Linked DNA regions of Zea mays: region 2 is linked to region 1. Evidence: chromatin contacts called from public Hi-C data. All regions are on one chromosome and are shown on one strand. Each heading gives the region's core, a stretch centred on a gene start, on an enhancer-like site or on the middle of the called end of the contact. The rest is flanking DNA. Distances are from core to core; before and after follow the strand shown.

Evidence for each region. A called contact is a pair of places that touch in the nucleus more often than the background predicts.
Region 2: a Hi-C map of seedling shows a contact between it and region 1, with 4 times the contacts expected there. The contact joins the promoter of LOC103626103 here to the promoter of LOC103626099 in region 1. A contact is called at or near these places in 3 of 25 Hi-C or Micro-C datasets (ear, leaf and seedling).

What each region holds. Positions count from the first base shown.
Region 1 is chr5:22,935,427-22,943,085 of Zm-B73-REFERENCE-NAM-5.0, forward strand. It overlaps LOC103626099 (fringe-related protein), which reads left to right and starts at 4,912. Exons shown (of 4, transcript XR_552710.4): 1 at 4,912-6,475; 2 at 7,168-7,659.
Region 2 is chr5:23,238,926-23,245,780 of Zm-B73-REFERENCE-NAM-5.0, forward strand. It overlaps LOC103626103 (TATA-box-binding protein 1-like), which reads right to left and starts at 4,624. Exons shown (of 6, transcript XM_008646477.3): 1 at 4,478-4,624; 2 at 3,495-3,582; 3 at 3,243-3,365; 4 at 3,092-3,136; 5 at 2,919-3,011; 6 at 2,256-2,817. The coding sequence starts at 4,530. The coding sequence ends at 2,644.

The sequences.
Region 1 (7,659 bases), core at 3,662-6,161:
ACCGACCGGTAGGTCCGAGTGGCAACCAACGGTGCACTGGCCTCTAGGGATGGCAATTTTACCCGCGGGTTCGGATATCCGTCGGATATCCGACCCGTTGGGTACAGGTTCGGGCACGAAATTTGACCTGTGGGTCTTACCCATACCCGACCCGATTTTATTATGGGTCGGGTACGGATTTGATTTCTTACCCATGGGTACCCGACGGATATCCGAAAAATAGTGATTTTAGATTTTCAACCTACCAGTACGCTAGCTAGCCGTCCACCCTCGACAGCTCATCCTACCGACATCCCTCCCTGTCTGCTGATGCTTCTGATCTGGTTCTAGTACTAGTGTCAGTACGTTTGATAAAGTGCCAATACGTAGTACCAGTGCTATCTAGTACAAGTACTTGAGCTAAGAGAGTGTTAATACACCAGACGACTATGCTAGCTACTCTTCGATTTTGACGAGTTGGAAGTTTATTAACAAAAAACATTAGCAACACATGTCCAAGGCTACATCTACACGAATGCACTGTGCAACAACATTATGTGCCTCCGGTGATCATGACGATGTGCGACGCTCAGAACTGCACTAGACTTCATTTAGGGAGAATGCACCAAGCTGTTATACCCGACGGATACCCGATATTCGCCCGATACCCGATGGGTACGGGCACGGGTACAAAATTTTACCCGTGGGTATGGTCATGGGCGGATATGGATAATCCCCGCGGGTATGGTCGCGGGTGGGTATTTACTCTACCCGATCCGAACCCGACCCATTGCCATCCCTACTGGCCTCGTATCGGTGGTCCGAACATGCCATCACATTCAGCCGAGCTGACCAGTGGCTTAACTTTGATCACCTCAACAAGTACCTTCTCCTCGTCAACCCTGTGATTCAAGAGAGCCGAGTCAAGAAGGTTCTGGTGGACGGTGGTAGCAGCATCAATGTCACCTTCCCCATAACACTCTAGGCCCTGGGAATTCCGACTATCGACCTCATTCAGTCGGATAATTCATTCTTCGGCATCGTACCAACTGAAGGGGAGTACCTGTTAGGCCACCTCGTCATGCCAGTCACCTTTAGCGCTCCAGACAGCTACCAGACCAAATTCCTACACTTCGAGGTAGCTCGGTTCGACTGCGGATACAATGCTATCATTGGGAGGCCGAGCTGGGCAAATTCATGGTCATCTCGTACTACCCGTACATGATACTCAAGATGCCTTGACCTCAGGGTATCATCACCGTCCGATCTGACTTCTAGGGAGCCACATAATGCTTTTGGGGGGCTATCTAGACGGACCCTGGATGGCACTTACAACGCTGAACGACGACACACCAGCAGTGGATGACCTCACAATCCCAGAAAAGAAGCATCTACCGCTACCTCTATGCGACCGACCAAAGAAACCAAGAGGGCTAACCTTGGTTTCTTCGATGAACGCAAGACGGTAATCATCAGTTCTAGCCTCACTGCCAAATAGGAAAGCGCGTCGTCCGGTTTCTGCAAGACACCAAGATGTGTTCTTGTGGGCAACACGTGGACATGCCAGGAGTCACGAGAGAGCTGGCCGAGCACCAACTGAAGGTGTATCCTCAGGCAAAACTGATCTGGCAGAAGCTACGCCGTTTCACGCCCGACAAAAGAGAGGCTATACGGGCCGAGTTAGCCCACCTAGTAGCAGGAGCCTTCATTAGAGAAGTATTGCACCCCGAGTGTGACACATAGCCTTTTCACTTGTTTTTCCTATACCTTGTTTATACCTGGAATTATTTACCATTAGGCAGATTTTCTATTGCTCTACTTGGTTATGTGATAATGATACATATGTAACATTGATCATGAATTCATGATTATTGTTATTGATGGTTTGTTATGCATGATAAGACCATTTTGTTTAACTGAAACATGGAGCACCAACCCAAGAAAACAATACAACCACATGGACTATTATGACTCTGGTATTGGCTAATTAATTGGAGAAGCTAGTGTATGAGGACCTTACCTGGTTAGGGGCAAGTAAGGAGGAGCTATCCAAGTATGGTGACATGGCTGATCATGTTGCGATGACTTTTTAGTCTGCCAGATGATTTGTACCACCTCTGCTTGAATCCATAGCGGGTTCTCTCATGCTAGTGGAGCTTTGTAAAGGCATTGTAGTGAACCCTGCCTCGTCTCCTTAGAAGAGATGAATGAGATTCATGACCCCTTTGACAGATGGGTATCACAACTTGTGGGTAAAGATGTGCGACTCTTGCAGAGGGTAAAACTGATATATCAGTCGTGCTCACGGTCAAGAACGGGTCGGGCTTCTCACATGATTAATATATGGAAGTAAATTTAATCTGTCATGCATGTGGTTATTTATGGGTAATAGTTTGGTTATGATCCTTTCTCTAATTGGGTTGGTATTTACTTATACCTAGAAATTGTTAATAAAAGTTTGACCTACTTAATTAAAAATTAATGTTTAGCATTAGAACTTTTTTTGATAAGCCTTACACTATACTTGCTCCTACACACTTGTTGAGCCCCATCGTAAGTGAGCTTACCCTTGCTATAATTATTGTTCAGACCAGAAACATGTATCGCTAGAGGGGGGTTATTATGATGAATTCGATGAGTTCTAGGTTGTCGTCTCACAATCAACTACGCCTGTGGGGAAGTTATCTACGTTTAATTTATTTCATTTAGTTATTTTTTAAAGACAATTCGTTATGTAATAAAAACGGTGACACCGGTTTCTATACACTGAGTTGTTATATATGTGAAACTTGATCCTGACACACATATGAGATGCATATGGATTTGTCCTTAAATTCGGGTGTGACACACATGACACAACCTTTTCACTTCAAAGACAGGTGTTCAGACAGCTGCAGCTGCAATCCATAGAGATAAAAACACTGTAGAAATAGTAGAAGCCGATCAGGCCCGAGCCTAGTGGGTGTGTAGCCTGTTCAAGGAAACAGCCCCCCCCCCCCCCCCCCCGAGTTCCAAGGGCCTCCACTTCTAGCACATTAGGCTAATAAATCAACTAATCTCTAAGCAAATCTTCTTCTCATGAGTCAAATCCGTTGTCTGTATGGTGTCTTTGTCTTTGATCACGACTACATCTCCATTTTAACATGAATGTCGTTCAAGATTTCATTTTAAAAAATAACACTAACAAAACAATACTATCCAAGTAAAATTATACAATATAAAATTGAATAGACAGTTAGACACAACTCTTAATATAACTTTTTTATCGTATTATTATAGCCTATATTAGTATAGTTCTACTTTATAGATTGATATTCCGGAATTTTGTACAGGGCCTTAGATTTTGCTGGCCCGACCCTAAAGCCGGTATAGATTAAAGCCAAGTCAACAGACAGACGATACGAGTGAGACTGGGTGGGTGCCAGGGACTGAAGAGCGAGGAGGACAACAATTTTGCTGCGGTGAGAGAGACATCGTGAGAATGTGTAGCAAATGGAACTCCTGATATTTTGTAAGTTGTGGTGTAGAGTTTGCTGGAATGATGAGTAGTTACGGTGGATGCGTAAAATAAGGATGGGGAGCCATTTACGCGACCTGATGGAGTTGGTCTCATGATGAATTCGTGTGTGGACCATATATTAGAAAACATAAGATGTAGCTATAGGTTTCCTTGGAATTGCTATAACCAAGGGTCAAGATTTTTGTCCATATTTTTCTTATGAATGCAAAGCAAATGAAAACAAACACATACTAACTTCATTCTTTCTAATTGTAGGCAATGCCATAGCCCATAGATGATGCCTTCGTATTTGGCATATGTACAGTAGACCTTGTTTGTTTACACTAATCCAATTCTGGATTACCATGGATTGGAATTAAATTTATGTCACAATCCTTGTCTCAAAATAATCCAAGCATACTCAAATTTTTTTATTCGGTTAAACTCATTATAGATTATAACCTAAGGATTTAGAATTTTTTTAAACTATGGAAAACATGGATTTATCCATAACTTATTAGGTATGGAATACCTTATTAGGTATAGAACAAATCCATGAAGATACTGCAAAAGTTTATATTAGAACCTATGGATCAAGAAAATAACTAGCTTTGAGATATATGGATTAACGATGGATTTAATCCCATCATGAGATTGAGCGTGAAGTATGAATTCACTCAATCCAGACGTAGATTAAATATGGTAGAACTTTATACCTTGTATTCGAATACTAATACCTAAAGTGTCACAGTTTGATGCCAGGGACCCCAAACAAAAGACAGGAAATCCACACAAAAATAGGGGAAAGGAAGAATTGGACGGATGCTGTTCAATCTCAATACGAATAAGGAATTGAGGACCACGACGGAGCACAAGAATTTCCCCCAATTCCTTTTGAGCAAAAAGATGTTCGCCGCTTCCACGGCCCGGACCTTTTCCCGTGCGTGGACACGCTCGCTCGTCTACTCCAGGGTTTACGCTAGCAAACAATCAGGCTTAGCGTACTGCACAGGCAGCACAGTGACTATTTTCCTGGCAAACCGTAGACTGATCTAGTCATCTAATCTAGATGCTGCTGCATGTGTGGCATGTTGCTTGCGATGCAACTCTCAGCTTCCTGTTAATTATTCAAGCCAACCACTGAACCACACATGCGATCTCTCCTAGCTGTATCTCGCATCACAGTGAACAAACTTTTACACGAACGTCTCAACAATGGTTTGATGAGAGGAGAGAACATATTCCACAGGCCCCATGGAAGAATTATTTGCGAAGACGATATCTAGACACATGGCGTCGTCGCCTTGCTGCACTCGTCGCTTGGAGGCCACTACTACAAGATATTCTTTTTCTGAAGCTTGGAGCGCCATTCATCTACGCTACGAGCCAGAAACCTATATTATTTATTTCCTCGATCTTAAAACGGCTGCTTTATTCAACAATGTTTTGAGTTTTTTTCCCCCATCCGCTGAAGATGCATGGACAGGAAAAGAGAGAAGAAAACTGTAGGTGTAGCTTTTCTGAATAGAAAACTGCTGCCCGTATCATCAGCAGGTGAGCAATCCTGTCATCGTCCTCCACGTGCAAGCAAGCTTATATACCAATGGTCCCTAGATTACACAGTACTTACTAATTGACACTGTGATCTGGAATTCAAAATTTCAAACCATCCGAATGACTACTTAAAGACACGATCAAGAGAAGAAGTTATTCGTTTGATTTTTTTATCATAAGTTGACCGACTCGATTTATTTAAAAAATATCATAATTATCATTAATTTTTAACATGATATTGTTTAGCATATAATATATTTTAAGTAGGCTTTGAATTTTTTTTATTTTTTTAAATAAGATTAGCCGATTAAATTGACAAAAAAGTCTAATAAATTATAAATCGGGACCGTGGAAATATTAATTAACTGCAAAGTAAAAATAGAGAGTAATCGGTTTTGTACGGGGCAAGAAGCAAATGAGATTTCAAATGGAACGGCGTGATGTTTTACAACTGCAAGGAGAGGCAGCCACCCGGCCCCACGTCCATCCCTAAAACATCGCCACGTTCCGCCTGCGCCACCCCCCAATGTCCGTGGCCACCGGAGGCGGCGGCGTCCACCACCACCGAGTCCAATGCCCAAGTCCCACTACGCCGCTTCCCCACCCCCGCACCCGCCGCCGCTCCTCCCGCTCGCGCTCGTCCCGCCGCGGCAGTGCCCGCTCGTCGCGGCCCTGCTGGCGCTGCTCTCGGTGCTGCTTGCCACCGCGCTCTGGCTCCTCCTCGTGCTCTCCCCGTCCCAGGGGGCTACCCCCGCCGCCTCCGAGCGCTCGGTGCTGCCGGATGCGGGAGCGGCCGCGGCCGCGGGCCCCGGCGCCGCCTCGCCCCTCTCGCTCGGCCACATCGTCTTCGGCATCGCGGGGTCGGCGCATCTCTGGCCGCGCCGCCGCGAGTACGTCCGCCTGTGGTGGGACCCCGCCGCGATGCGCGGCAACGTCTGGCTCGACGCGGGCGCGCCCGCCGCGCCGGGGCCTAGCGCCCCCTGGGAGGGCTCCCTCCCGCCGATCCGGGTGTCCGAGGACACCTCGCGCTTCAGGTACACCAACCCCACGGGCCACCCGTCGGGGCTCCGGATCGCGCGCATCGCCGCCGAGGCCGTCCGGCTCGTCGGCAGAGGGGCGGGCGCGCGCTGGCTCGTGCTCGTCGACGACGACACCGTGCTGTGCGCGGACAACCTCGTCGCCGTGCTCAGCAAGTACGACTGGACGGAGATGGTGTACGTCGGGGCGCCGTCCGAGAGCCACTCCGCCAACACCTACTTCAGCCATAGCATGGCTTTCGGAGGTGGCGGCGTCGCGCTCAGCTTTCCGCTCGCCGCTGCACTCGCGCAGACGCTCGACGTGTGCATCGAGAGGTACCCCAAGCTGTATGGAAGCGACGACCGCCTCCATGCCTGCATCACGGAGCTCGGCGTTCCCCTATCCCGCGAATACGGATTCCACCAGGTATCTAGCTTACCCTTCAACATTTTGCCGGGATTGAATTGTAAATCTGGCTCCTACAACTTTGATCGCCTGATCCACTTAGTATTGCTCTTACTATTGTGCTTATGTGGGACTTCCTCATAAACTAGTTCCCAGCCACAGCCACATTCTATGTGTAAACACCCGCAGGAAAAAAAATGTTTGGAGTCTTCATGAATCATTCCCAATATAGAGCTTGGTCTAGATGTTGGATGCCTCTGTTAATGTTTCAAACTTTACTATATCAGTCATATTTGTTTCATTAGGGCATAAAGGAAGGTAATACTTTCCACAGCTGCCCCATCTGAGCTGGTCAATTATATCATTTTTATTGTGTTTCAACAAAAGTAGGGCATTGCCAGAGTGGTTATGACAAAAAGAAAAGTTCGGTAGGACTTGAAGGTTACTTTTGTTCGGACTCTTTTCTTCCCTGGACACTTTTGCCAGGATTCGCTTGGTCTATAGTACTGTCCCTGTCTCTCAAATCTCAGTGCCACTGTGAAATTCGGCAGTGGATGTGCTTGAGAATGATAATAGGTTATTACCAAAAAATTGTCTTGTTTTCTGCTATCATAATAAAAAAGATAGATTGATTTTCAGCTTCGTTAGTCTGAGTATATATGCTCACAAATCCATCCATCCTTCTAATGTCGTTTTTTCTTGTCATATCTCAGTGGGATATCAGAGGCAATTCTCATGGGTTATTGGCATCTCATCCAATTGCTCCTTTCATCAGTATCCACCATGTGGAGCTTGTGGACCCCATATACCCTGGATTGAACTCTCTTGAGAGTCTGGAGCTGTTTACAAAGGCTATGAAAATGGAACCCATGAGCTTCCTGCAGCGTTCAATTTGTTACGATCAAAGCCAAAAGCTTACATTTGCTATCTCGTTGGGCTATGTTGTTGAAGTATATCCCAATGTTCTTCTTCCGCGTGATTTGGAGCGATCACAACGTACTTACGTTGCTTATAATAGGATGAGTCAGAGAAATGAATTTGATTTTGACACTAGAGATGTCCAGAAATCTTTGTGCAAGAAGCCGATCTTATTTTTCTTGAAGGATGTCTGGAAGGATGGAAACATAACTAGGGGATCTTATGCACGATCAAGTGCTAGGGATGACCTCAAAAGAAAGGTGTTCTGCTTCCGGTCACCCCCTTTA
Region 2 (6,855 bases), core at 3,374-5,873, 300 kb after region 1:
TATATGGTTTTATACTAGCAAAGGGTTTCTAGGGGCAGGACCCAGTGGCATAATGGCTGCTGATACTATTGTAACAGAATCTGGAGCTTTTGTGGGGCACCCCTTGTTAATCCATCCACTGTAGCTGTTTGGGAAGTGATGCCAGGTCTTGGAAATGGTATTCAGGCAACTGCAAAGTTAAATGCAGCAAGTTCTGTTCCTCCGTCTCTGAATCCCCCCTTCATGGCCGGGTTTTGCTCCACTAGCAGCCAACCTGTTTCCTTTGCAAGATTATCTTGTTTCTGTGGGTGCACAGACAAAAAAAAAAAAAACTGACAGACAAGGAGACTACTGAGGCTGCATCAATTCTGTTTTTATCTGTATGCTACTTTTAGCTAGAGAGAGTTGAAACATGTTAGGGCCTGTTTGTTTACCCCAATGGATTATATAATCTGGATTATTTTTGGAGGATTATATAATCTGGATTATATAATTTGGATTATATAATCTGAGTAGTCCTGTTTGTTTACCCAGATTATCTGGCGTGTTTCTGTTGGGCAGCGGGCTTCTCCGATCCGATAGGCGCAAAAACGATTCGGTAGATTATAATGGCAATGGTGGGTAATTTCTAGGAAACTTGAAAGGGTAGTGGGGAAGTGAGAAAAAAATAATCTGAAATAAGCACCTCCTCACTTGCTTATGGATTATCATAATCCAAGGGGTTAGATTATATAATCTGGGCAAATAAGCTAGACTGTTTGTTTGCCTCTTAGGATTATTTAATCCAGATTATATAATCTGGGGGGTAAACAAACAGGCCCTTAGTATCATGATAGTTTCTCAAAATTGGAAGACTGATACAAAGATGCAGCTACCGACTTAGAAAATCCTATCAACTTCTGTCAAGCACTGTAAGTTGATCACACATGTTTCTCATTCTTTGATATCATCTGAAATAAAAATAACTTGATTGCTCATTTCATTCATCTTTCTGTTGTTGAAATGTTAAGTCATCTAAAATAATAATAAAAAGAACTGACTCTGTTTACATCTATGATGTGCATCCCTATCTCCATGAGCCACGCCATCAGCATGCCTTAAAAAGGGCCAGGGGAGCTGGAGGTCGATTTCTCAATTCAAAATCAGATGACAAGGAAGAGAACTCCGAATCAAGTCACAAAGAGAAACAGAACTGAGTTGCGCCCCACAAGAGTGGCCAACTGTCAACCCCACCGTCTCCCAACAGTGCATCGTCAGCTAATCAGCCAGACAGTGGTGAATGGTGATTCAAAACTCACAACTGAAGAGATTTTAGCCCCTGAGCTAGATGTGGCAACAGTTCTGTACAGAAAGCGCTAGCGGGCAGCAGAAACATGGTGTTGGTCGGTCGGTTGTTGTAGGACATGTTCCATAGAAAAGCATAGATGAGTCTACAGGTTTTGGAGTCTTGGTTTGGTCCTCTGTGTATTCACCTTTCTGTACGATTTTAGTAGCATTGTGTCCCTTCCCTTGGATAGCTTCAGTCCGAATGTTAAGTGTGTAGCATATTGACTTATTGTTTGCTTTGCTTGGACTTGGAGATTTGGGAGTGGAGTTCATAACCCTACTGTCCTGCATCATCATCCTTGGGGCAAAGAATAAATACTGTCTATGTTGAAGACGATATAAACCCAAATGTAGTACATGCAACTGGCTATGCATCATCAATTGGACGTTTCAGAGATCATCTCACACTGTCCTGCAATGCACGTTTTAGTTTGTCTTTGGATTGGCCTCCTGGCATGCATGTACGATGTCTTCGTTTATCCGTTGTCCAGTGAGTTGTGTGATGATTGCCGGACGCCATGAGCGTTTTTGAACGAGAGATGCAATGTGCATGGACTCAAGAACACTTGGGTTTGGTTTGGCAGCTGCATCATTCTGTCGTCGGCCTGGCCATCACATGAACGTTTTTACACGCTTTTCTCGAGGGCATTGAAATACTGCCAACGATTACCAAGAAGAGTGTACTTTACGGAGTCTTGTGCTTTCAAACAATGTCCCTGCACCTAGACCTTGTCAGAAACTCGCCGGAGAGACAACCTCCACCAGGTCGCCGGCGATCACTCAGGTGAACGGGCACGCACGCGAAGCTAGAGAGCAGGACACGAGTTGGTGCTGCTCCAATTGGTAGAAACGTTTTCTGAATAGATTAACTGACTGTAAAAATGCAGGCCCAAGGTTACATAAGCGTGTTTCTACTTCAGACACACAACACCACACATGCACCACACCAACCTTCTCATTAAACACGATCAGATCTTGCTTACACTATCAGTCAACAGGTTCTGACCACGAAACTGACAACAGCGACACACAGGCTAAAATGAGCGGCCAAACGCCTATGACAGACTGAAACTGGACAAACACACTGACTGAAACTGGACAGACTGACTGACTGAAGACTGAACAAGTGTGCTCAAGGATTATTCTGACATACCTGAACTTGGAACTTTCATCATTGATCAATGACTGAACGGCCTACATCTCTACAGTCTGCACATAATAAAATAATAATACATACATTTTATATTTTAGAAGTAACTCTAGTGGGATTCTATATCCTCGGAGCGGTAGGGGGCTCGAGAGTCGCCCGCCCCACCTCTAACCGTCCCTGACTAGTGACTACGACCGTTTCCTGAACTGCACAAGCATCGGGTGTATCTTCTCGAAGGCCGCGCATATCTCTTCCTGCACCTTCGCTCCTGTGAGGACAATCTTCCCGGAGACGAAGACGAGGATCACGACCTTAGGGTCCACCATACGGTAGACCAGCCCAGGGAAGATCTCTGGTTCATACTGTCAAACACCAAGAGAGCAACAGGCTAATGAGTCAATGGGGATCAACAACGACACAACAAACACGTTTACAACTAAAGAAAGAGCTGCTATAAACTTACAGTGGCAGACAAGCCACTGGCCAAAGCGAGGCCCTCCAGACGAATAGGAAACTTGAGGTCACATGACCCAACTATATTTTGGACCTTGAAATCCTGCATATGTCAGAAGAACCCATTGAGTCAATGTGAGAGACCAGCAGGAATCCGATCGATCAGAGTGACAAAAGCATTACCTTGAACCGAGCTGGGAAACCGAGCTTCTGGACGATACGCGCGAACTGCAATGGAGGATAGATACGTATTAGTCACACGTCAAAATTCAGCAAAAGCATCCAAAATTGGCATCCATGCATGGCGAAACAATATGACAAGCAGTTTCCATGCCTTACGCGCAGCGAGCCTTGAATCGGCTTCGCTCTTTGCTCCGGTGCAGACCATCTTCCCTGTAGCAAATATCAGTGCCGTTGTCTTGGGCTCCCTTATCCTCATGATAGCCGCACCAAAACGCTGTCAAGTAAGTATCAGGGTCACTGCCGGTGAGACTGCAGCTATCGAATGTAATATATAGTTCCATGCAACAAAAAAAAAGTCTAAGGTAAATGAAAAGGCAGCAGCGGCACTGATGATGATACATACCCTTGGGTTGTACTCTGCGTTACGAGCACTGTTGGCGACATGTTGCAGATCGACCTTGCAGTCCAAGTTGACTGTTGATACAATGTTCCTGACACATCAGACAAGAGGCAGGTTATGGCTCTGCATTGTTTCAATCTGGGCAGCAAACTAAAGAGGCAACACCTATCAACCCTTCTGAAAATCCAAGCAAGAAAAAAGCAACGGCAACTCTTCAGATCAAAAGGAAAAGAAAAATAACAGCAACTCTTTTACATCCAGATCAGCAATGATGGCATGCTAGTTCATTTGTATGCAAATTCAACACACTTTAATCTCCCCCATACCATGCTAAGGATCAAACAGGTCATGCGTAATTCCCCTACCCCACGGAGATATCGGCTGCTATTTCCTACTGGTTGACTAGACCGGATTTTTTTGCATTTTGACCTTTTTCGTAAAAAATTTACATCACGACGTAATCTAATTTTTAGAACATTTTTTCAACACCATAAACCATGACACCAAAGTAACACGGCTCGTTGTCGTGACTTAGCGTCGAGGTGGAACACCGAGTGCTGTGTTCGGCGCCATAAGTCGTGGCGTCGACCTTGACGCCAAGAATTAATTTGAACAATTCATATACAACATTATATTAATAAATTAATTGTATATAACATCGCCAAAAATCTTGAAACCGGAGTTGTGCTAAATTGGCGATATTATATATAATTAATTTATTAATGTAATGTTGGATGTGAGTCGTTTAAATTAATTCTTTGTGTCTTGTGGTGCCAAGCTAGGCGCCAACACACCACCCGATGCCTTATCTGTCACGGCGTCGGCGTCGGCGTCGAGCCGTGTGACCTCTAGGTCATAATCATAAACTGTGGCATCGAGAAAAGAGTTTAAAATGAGGTTATGTCATCCAAAATCCAAAGGGCAAACATATTTTTTGTGCATTGTAAACAATGAACACCAATCTGCGATCGGGGCTCGGGACTCACTGCAGGTTGGGGACGATGCCGGACGGGACCCCGGACTCATGCGCTCCGTTCATCGCCGACGACGCCGTGGATCGTCCTTCTCCTCCGACGCCGCTCCCGCTGCGCAGCACCAGCGAGGACACCCTAACGGCGGCAAGCAAACTGTTCTCGTTTTGAATGAGCGCGGGTTATATTTTGGCGAGAGGGTTTTGGGTCGAGTACGGACGGGCAAGGGGGCTTGGATTCCAACGACTTTGGTGCGAGGAAGAAAAGAAGAAGGCGGGGCGGGTGGGGCCCTGGATTTATGGACTCGACCTGGGTTGGGTTCGAGACCGGCTGGCTTTCGCTCGGTCGCTGAAAACTGGACAGCCCGCCGAAGTAGGTTTTGACTTTTGTTCAACTGTCATCTTTTTTTATTCTTTTTCATAATACATCTACGAAATTATTTTATTCTTTCCACGAGTGTACATGCGCAAAGCTAAACAAGTGCGCAGATGGAATTAAGCAAAGCAAGGATATGTATATCCTAGTCCACACGGTCCACAACCACAAACAATCCAACAAATCCAGTTCGTTAGGATATGATCAGCGTATAGATCGTGCAACGAAAGCAAAGCACGTACAGGAGCCGAGCGAAAGGAAGAGAAACCCATCATCACTGGTGACGCAGACGCGAGACTGGATACACACGGTCATCGCGTCCGAGTCCGACGGAGCAGAACCGGCGGCGAGCCGACCACCCGAGCAGCCAGCGATGAAGCAGGCAGTGAGGCAGCAGCAGCACCGGGGGGAGCTCGTCATCCGTGGTCCGTGGACGACGAACATGACTAAACGGGGAATTAAACGGTTGCGGACGACATTTCTTTCTCATTTCTATTTCTCGCGTGATAAATTCTCATAAGAGATCCCTATTCCCGTTTAAATTATAATTAAAATATATTTTATTATTAATATAAAATATTGTCATTTATACACATTGTCAGATGTAAAAAATTATTATGTGTAGATCAAAATAAACACATCCGTATAACGAGTGATCTCTTGACAAGATAATTATTTATTTTTATTATTAACTATTGTATAAAAACATCATCACGTATAATTTTAACGGGTCCCGCGGGAACGGGTTCCTCATCCCATCATCATCTAGGCTTTGTTTGCATACTCTAGTATTCATCCTCTAGTATTAACTCAATCCACATCAACACATGTGTATTAGAGATGAATACTAATGTACCCAAACAAGACATTGATTGTTAGGAGAGAGTTTTTACCGTTTACATCCCATGGAGAAAATACTACTCTATTTTCATCCTCGAATAGAAGAATTCTTGGCTGGAAATCGGAGATCAGGACACATTACCCTCTCTAAAGATGACGGACCTGCCAACTCGACCTCTACACGGCCACCCAACACACACACGGACCAGCAATCAGGCTCCTGGGCCACAGCACGGTGCACTCAACATGGTCCCGCCAGAGGCCCATTGCTTGAAAATCGCTGGGCCCCTCTCCAAGCAGAACGGACTCGAGCTCCGGAATTTGGCCCACGAACCCGAGAGCCCTACTCCTAGGCGACGCCTGTAGAAGGCATGCACGAAAATCAGCGCCACCATAGCTCGGCCAGCATTGGATGATTGGATCCTCCTCCACCCTTCCCAACTCGACACCGGGCTCCTTTCTACTCCCTCTGTGTCCCAGAAGAAATCGTTTGACTTTTTTATATCAAATTTGATATGCTTGTTTTATTAAAAATATTAAAATAAATTGTATGATAAACTAAACCAAAATAAAAAAATAATTATATTTTTTTAATAAGATGATCCGGTTAAACTTGGTATCAAAAAATCAAAACGACATCCTTTTATGGGATGGATGGAGTATGATTCACCCAGCCCAAGTGAGTTTGGCTAAAGACTAACAAATTAAGGTTGTCTGGAGCCAATAGTTCATTAAGCACACATAACTCGGGGAAAGACTTAATCGTCCCTAAAGACTAGTCCGATGGGGAAAGGGAGGCTCTCCCTTTTAGGTCTAGTTTAGCAACCTCGTTTTATCAAGAGATTTCAATTTTCACAAGATAAATTAGTTCATTTTCTCTTGGAAAAATATAAATCACTTAGAAAAATAGTGTTTTCAAACTACCTCTGTTAAACTTGTGTGCAACAACCACCTTCGTTGGGCTTGGTATTGTTAAGTAAGAGTAATGTTTGTTATTCTTGATGATTGGTATCACCTAGATAGTTAGGTGACGATTGAGAGTACGAGGATCACAACTAAAATATTTGTTTCTATTTATTTCATACGGTGGAAGCCACGGACGGATACGAGTCTCGAGCCACCTGCTTTGTTGCCTATAACATGATTAATATGTCTCTAGTTAAATTTATTGCTTTAAG